2 separate regions of the Mus musculus genome follow, and region 2 is linked to region 1. A link is a contact called in public Hi-C data. All regions are on one chromosome and are shown on one strand. The core of a region is the stretch at or near the end of the contact, and the rest is flanking DNA. Distances in the headings are between cores, read along the strand shown.

Region 1 (2,700 bases), core at 168-2,667:
ACTCTAGCTTATCAAGCATACAAGGCTATATTAATTTTCTCCCATGGAGGCTTGCCAAGTAATCCCAGTTGAAAGTACATATATACAGCAGGCAAAAGCTCTTGGGATATCCCTCTCTCCAATTGTTCAGGATCCACAAGAAGACTAAGTGTACATATAATTCAAATATGCAGGAAGGCCAAGGTCTGGACCATGTATCTCCTTTGGTTGATCCTTCAGTCTCTAAGAGATAAAAGATTTCAGGTTATTTGACAGCATTGGCCTTCCTGTGGAGTTCCTATCCACCTTAGGTGTCCCCAATCCTTCTTCCAGTTCTTCCATAAGAGTCCCCAAGCTCTGTATACAGTTTGGCAAGGGGTGTCTGCATCTGTATGATTTAACTACTATGCAGAGCCTCTCACAGGACAGAAAAAGTAAACTCATGTCTGCAAACATAAAAGAGTATGACTAACAGAATTAGCTATTTGTGCTCAACCATGGGATAGGTATTTATTTGGCAAGATTATTGATTCACTACTCTGTAGGTCTCTGTATCATTCCTCATCCCTTCATTTCTTGCAGACTGTATAAATTAAGGGTGACATTTTTCTTTGTGCTGCATACCTTAAAAACTTCTAATTTATGAATAATAGTTATAAAAGAAGAGAAGAGTCCCACAGCCAAGGCCCCCCAAAAAACAATTTCAATAAAATCAGAGAAGAAATGTTGGGAGCCAAAACTAAATTCTTTATAATAATCCAAGTGAAAAAGATGACTACCAAGTCTTGAGACATAAAGCTGGACCTCCTCTCCAAGCTGACTAAGTACAGATGAAGGTCACCAACAGACTGTCTCAGTTGGACCTCCCCCCTAAGCTGACTAAATCCAGATGAAGGTCACCAACAGACTGTTTCGAGAATTACCACAGATGATTGCAGACCTGATGCAAACAGCAGATGTCATAACTACAAGATGTACTTTTAGATATCATGCCTCCCCTTGTAGTCACTGAGGAAAATTACCACTGCTCCCCCCTGCCCTTCTGTGTAAGGATTATTTCCCCTTTGATCTTTTTGTATAAAAACTGCAAGTTTTGCTGAATATCATGAGACCTTGTCAAGATCAAGATTGACTCCATGTCTTTTCTGTGCTTGGCCACATCACCAGGCACGCAGCTTCAGCTAATCAGGGCAGCAGGGGCATATCTCCATCAAAATGGATTCACCTGTATCCTGGTACACCTGCACAGCTCTCAAGATGTTTTTGGCTCATATGAGGAAGTCAGGTGCAAGTCATACCACTTAGCTGCAGTCCCTGGCGCCTTTGGGACTGCCACCACACTCGCTCCTCACAATTAGAGACCTCTTAAAAGATGCAGAACAAGGAGGGGAGGGAGCCAGACTACTGGCACTCATTGAAGATTTTCTTGGGGCTTCTTGCTTACTATCAGGTAAAAGTGAAACTAAAAAGGACTTAAAGGATCATTCAAGCTCCTCTTCAATCATCACAAACATGAAAGATCCTTCAAGTAGTTTTGCAGCTCCTCTCTTCCCACAAAGCCTAAAGGGGCTCCTAGATGAATCAGAGAAATTTGTTTGACCAAAGCATATTTATCTAGTCTTAAAAGACTGTAATGCCCCCTTTGACTTATCCTCTGAGGCAGAACTAGAGGAGGAGGCAGCCAAATATGAGGAGGAGAGATATGGTCCTGGCTCCCTAGTGTTTTTAACAACAAAATCAGGCCCTAGGTACCATCATCCGCACCCACCTCTATATCCCTCTCTGCACCTCTATCCTTCCCTCAGCCTGCTGCCTCCAGCTCCCTTACCAGGGACAACTGTTCGTCATTTGCTCCACACAAATGACGATCTGGTGGCTCACATTTCTGGTCTAAAAGAGGTTTTATACTTGCAAAAAAGAATTAGGAGACCTCACTCTAGAAATTCAAAATTTACAGGGGGTCTTTTCTGGAGCCCCAATTGTCAAGAAACAGTCACAGCACACTAGTCATAAAGGAGGCCTCCCCTCCAGTCTCCACGGAGAAGATCAAACATAAATATTCAGCCAAGGACAAGGCACATAAAAAATTGGCCTTCCCTGTCCTGACTCAGACATGCTCCAAACAGATAAGTCATGACCCTGAGCCAGTTAATGATGATACCTCAGGACAGGCAAAGGGGGAAAAGGAAAATGGAAGTGATGAATTTGAGCCCTGAACAATTTTAGTCAACGGGGTGGTGAGGGCTCCTGTAGCTGGTACAGCTCTCCAGGCTGCTAAGGCTGCCTGGGCAGTCTGCACTAGCATCTCAGGAGAAAGCCCCAATTGTTTCTTATCAGAGGCAAACGGACCTTTACCAAATATTTCATCAGAGGTCCAAGAATAAGACTCACTGAGTTTTTTTTTTTTCTATTAATCGTAGCCCCAATTGTCAAGAAACAGTGATTTAATAAAGAAGGGTGACTGACTCTGAAGAAGAAGAGGCCATAAAAGATGAAAGTGATTATGAGTCTTCATAACCTGTTTACAAGAAATTAAAGATCAAATATATTAAAGAATTGCATTCGGCTGTTAAAAATTATGGCGTTAGTGCCCCTTTTATTGTATCAACAATCTTGGAGGGACTAGCAGGAGACAGTTACTTAACACCTAACGAATGGAGCAAAGTGGTACAGTCAGTCCTCAGTAGAGGTCAGTATTTAACTTGGCAATCTGAATTTGTG
Region 2 (2,700 bases), core at 17-2,516, 200 kb after region 1:
GGGGGCCCTCTCTTGAATTTCAATTGTCAAGAAACAGTGGGAGCACCCTAAAGTCATAAAGGAAGTCTCTCCTCCAGTTTCCACGGAGAAGATCAAACATAAATATTCAGCCAAGGACAAGGCATATAAAAAATTGGCCTTCCCAGTCCTGACTCTGGCACACTCCAAACAGATATGTTATGACCCTGAGCCAGCTAATGATGAACTAGCTCCAGATACCTCAGGACAGGTAAAGGAGGAAAAGGAAAATGAAAGTGACGAATTTGACCAATTAGCCTCTGACTCTGAGGAAGAAGAGGCTATAAAAGATGAAAATGATTATGAGGCTTCACAGTGTGTTTATAAGAAATTAAAGATCAGACATATTAAAGAATTGCATTTGGCTGTTAAAAATTATGGAGTTAATGCCCCTTTTATTGTATCAAATTTGGAGGGACTAGCAGGAGATGGTTACTTAACACCCAATTAATAGAGCAAAGTGGTACAATCAGTCCTCACTAGAGGGCTGTATTTAACTTGGAAATCTGAATTTGTGGATATAGCCCAAACCCAAGCTGCTATAAACAGAAAAACAAAAAACAAAAAAAAAAAAAAAAAAAAAAACAAAAAAACAAAAAAACAAACAAAAAAAAAACCAAAAAAACAAACAAACAAACAAACAAACAAAAAACCCTCAGTGAGGCATATTCTTGGACCTGTGATAAAATATGTGGTAAAGGTCCGTTCGTGTCTGATAAGAAGCAATTGGGGCTTTCTCCTGGGGTGCTAGTGCAGACCACGCAGGTGTCCTTAGCAGACTGGAGAGCCGTACCAGCCACAGGAGTCCTCACAACCCTGTTAACTAAAATTATTCAGGGCTCCCAAGAATCCTATGCCCAATTTGTTGCTAGACTACAAGAAGCCACTGAAAGAATTCTCAGCCCTCATGAAAATGAAGGGCTTTTAGTTAGACAACTTGCCTTGGAGAATGCTAATTACACTTGCAAGGCTGCCCTGAGAGGTAAGACTAAAGGCTTAGACCTCACAGGAATGATAAAGCTCTGCAGTGAGGAAGATATATTTTCACATCAAGTCTCAAAATCTATTAACCTGGCCATGGGAGCAGTCTTCCAAAAAGCTGGTGGAACTATCCAGCTTCAGCAAAGAGTGTGTTTTAGATATGGACTCCTGGGACATTTTGTCCACAAATGCCCATCCACCAGACCAGGCAAGTCTGCCACCACAACAGGCAGGGGCCAAGTTACACAGGGAGCCATGTCTCCTGGCCTCTGCTATAAATGTAAGAGAGGTTGCCACTGGGCACGAGATTTCAGATCCAAAACGGATGTAAATGGTCGCCCCCTTACTAAGGTCCATGGAAACTACCAGGGGGCCCCTGCTCTGGGCCTGCTCCCCCTGATAGCACCCCTAAACAATCCATTGCTGATTCCCTCCAGCCTCTCCAATTGGGATTGTGCAGGACTACAGCAGGGAGTGCAGGATTGGATTTGTGTTCCTCCACAACTAGGAGTAAACTTCTGAGGAAGGGACATTAGTTATTGAGACAGGGGAATTCGGACTGCCACCCCAAAATATGAATTTTCTTATTATTGGTCGAACATCAGGTTCCCTACAGGGACTCCTGGTAACCACCACTGTGGTTGATGCTGACTACCAAGGAGAAATAAAAATACTGGTTACAGCAACACGAGGGCCCCTTACATTGAGAGCAGGAGAGTGCATCGCCCAAGCGCTGCTGCTTCCATTAATTGGACAATTTCCACATAATAGAAAAAATCGGTGGCCGTCCTCCCCAGCGTCCTCAGATGTTTATTGGGTACAAAAATTAACTGACTTCTGACCTATGTTGACCCTGTTTTTAGATGGCAAACAATTTCAGGGACATCTAGATACTGGGGCAGATGCAGCAGTAATCTCTTCATCGCACTGGCCAACTGCTTGGCCTTTAGAACCTACTGCTACCCATTTGAAGGGGATAGGCCAAACTCAGGATACTTTAAAAATTTCAAAATTGTTAACATAGTCAGATAAGGAAAACAATACTGGAACTATCTGGCCCTTTGTTGTCAGGGGCCTTCCTGTTAATTCATGGAGAAGAGATATGCTCTCTCAGATGGGAGTTATAATGTATAGTCCCAATGAGACTGTCACAAATTTAATGCTAAAAACAGGGTAGCTCCCTGGAAAAGGCCTAGGGAAAAATGAACAAGGGATTGTTTAATCCCTTTGTCCCTGTACCCAAAAGAGATAAAAAGTGTCTGTGAGCAGACATTTTTTCCTAGAGACCACTGCTCCTCCTGCACTCCTGGCAGATAAGATATCTTGAAAAACTAATGATCCAGTCTGGGCCCACCAGTGGTCTATGCTTCAAGAAAAGGTCCAGGCAGCCTTACAGTTAGTGCAGGAACAATTGAGGCTGTTGCACCTTGAACCATCCACATCCCCGTTTAATACACCTATATTTGTTATGAAAAAGAAAAATGGGACTTGGAGGTTATTACATTATCTCAGAGCTGTTAATAAGACTATGGTGTCAATGGGTACCCTACAGCCTGGTCTACCCTCTCCCATTGCCATACCTAAGGGCTATTTCAAAATTGTTATAGATAATAAAGATTGTTTTTTTCTCTATTCCCCTTCATCCTCAAGATTGTGTCCCCTTTGCATTTTCCATTCCAATTGTAAATCATGTGGGACCAA

Evidence for each region. Hi-C and Micro-C count contacts between places; a contact is called where the count stands out from the background.
Region 2: a contact with region 1 is called in a Hi-C map of the G1E-ER4 cell line, with 4 times the contacts expected there. The contact joins two enhancer-like sites. A contact is called at or near these places in 1 of 39 promoter capture datasets (embryonic stem cells) and 17 of 484 Hi-C or Micro-C datasets (the 63-12 cell line, the AML12 cell line, the G1E-ER4 cell line and 7 more).

Annotation. Positions count from the first base shown.
Region 1 is chr17:19,030,729-19,033,428 of GRCm38.p6, forward strand. No RefSeq gene overlaps it. Among named protein-coding and RNA genes, the nearest start is that of Vmn2r98, 21 kb to the right of the region's middle. Within about 2 kb of position 1,418, at least 5 of the 459 cell types and tissues checked have an H3K27ac peak or open chromatin away from gene starts, as enhancers often do. A contact at or near this core is called in the G1E-ER4 cell line, where this site is marked.
Region 2 is chr17:19,227,270-19,229,969 of GRCm38.p6, forward strand. No RefSeq gene overlaps it. Among named protein-coding and RNA genes, the nearest start is that of Vmn2r99, 130 kb to the right of the region's middle. Within about 2 kb of position 1,267, at least 5 of the 459 cell types and tissues checked have an H3K27ac peak or open chromatin away from gene starts, as enhancers often do. A contact at or near this core is called in the G1E-ER4 cell line, where this site is marked.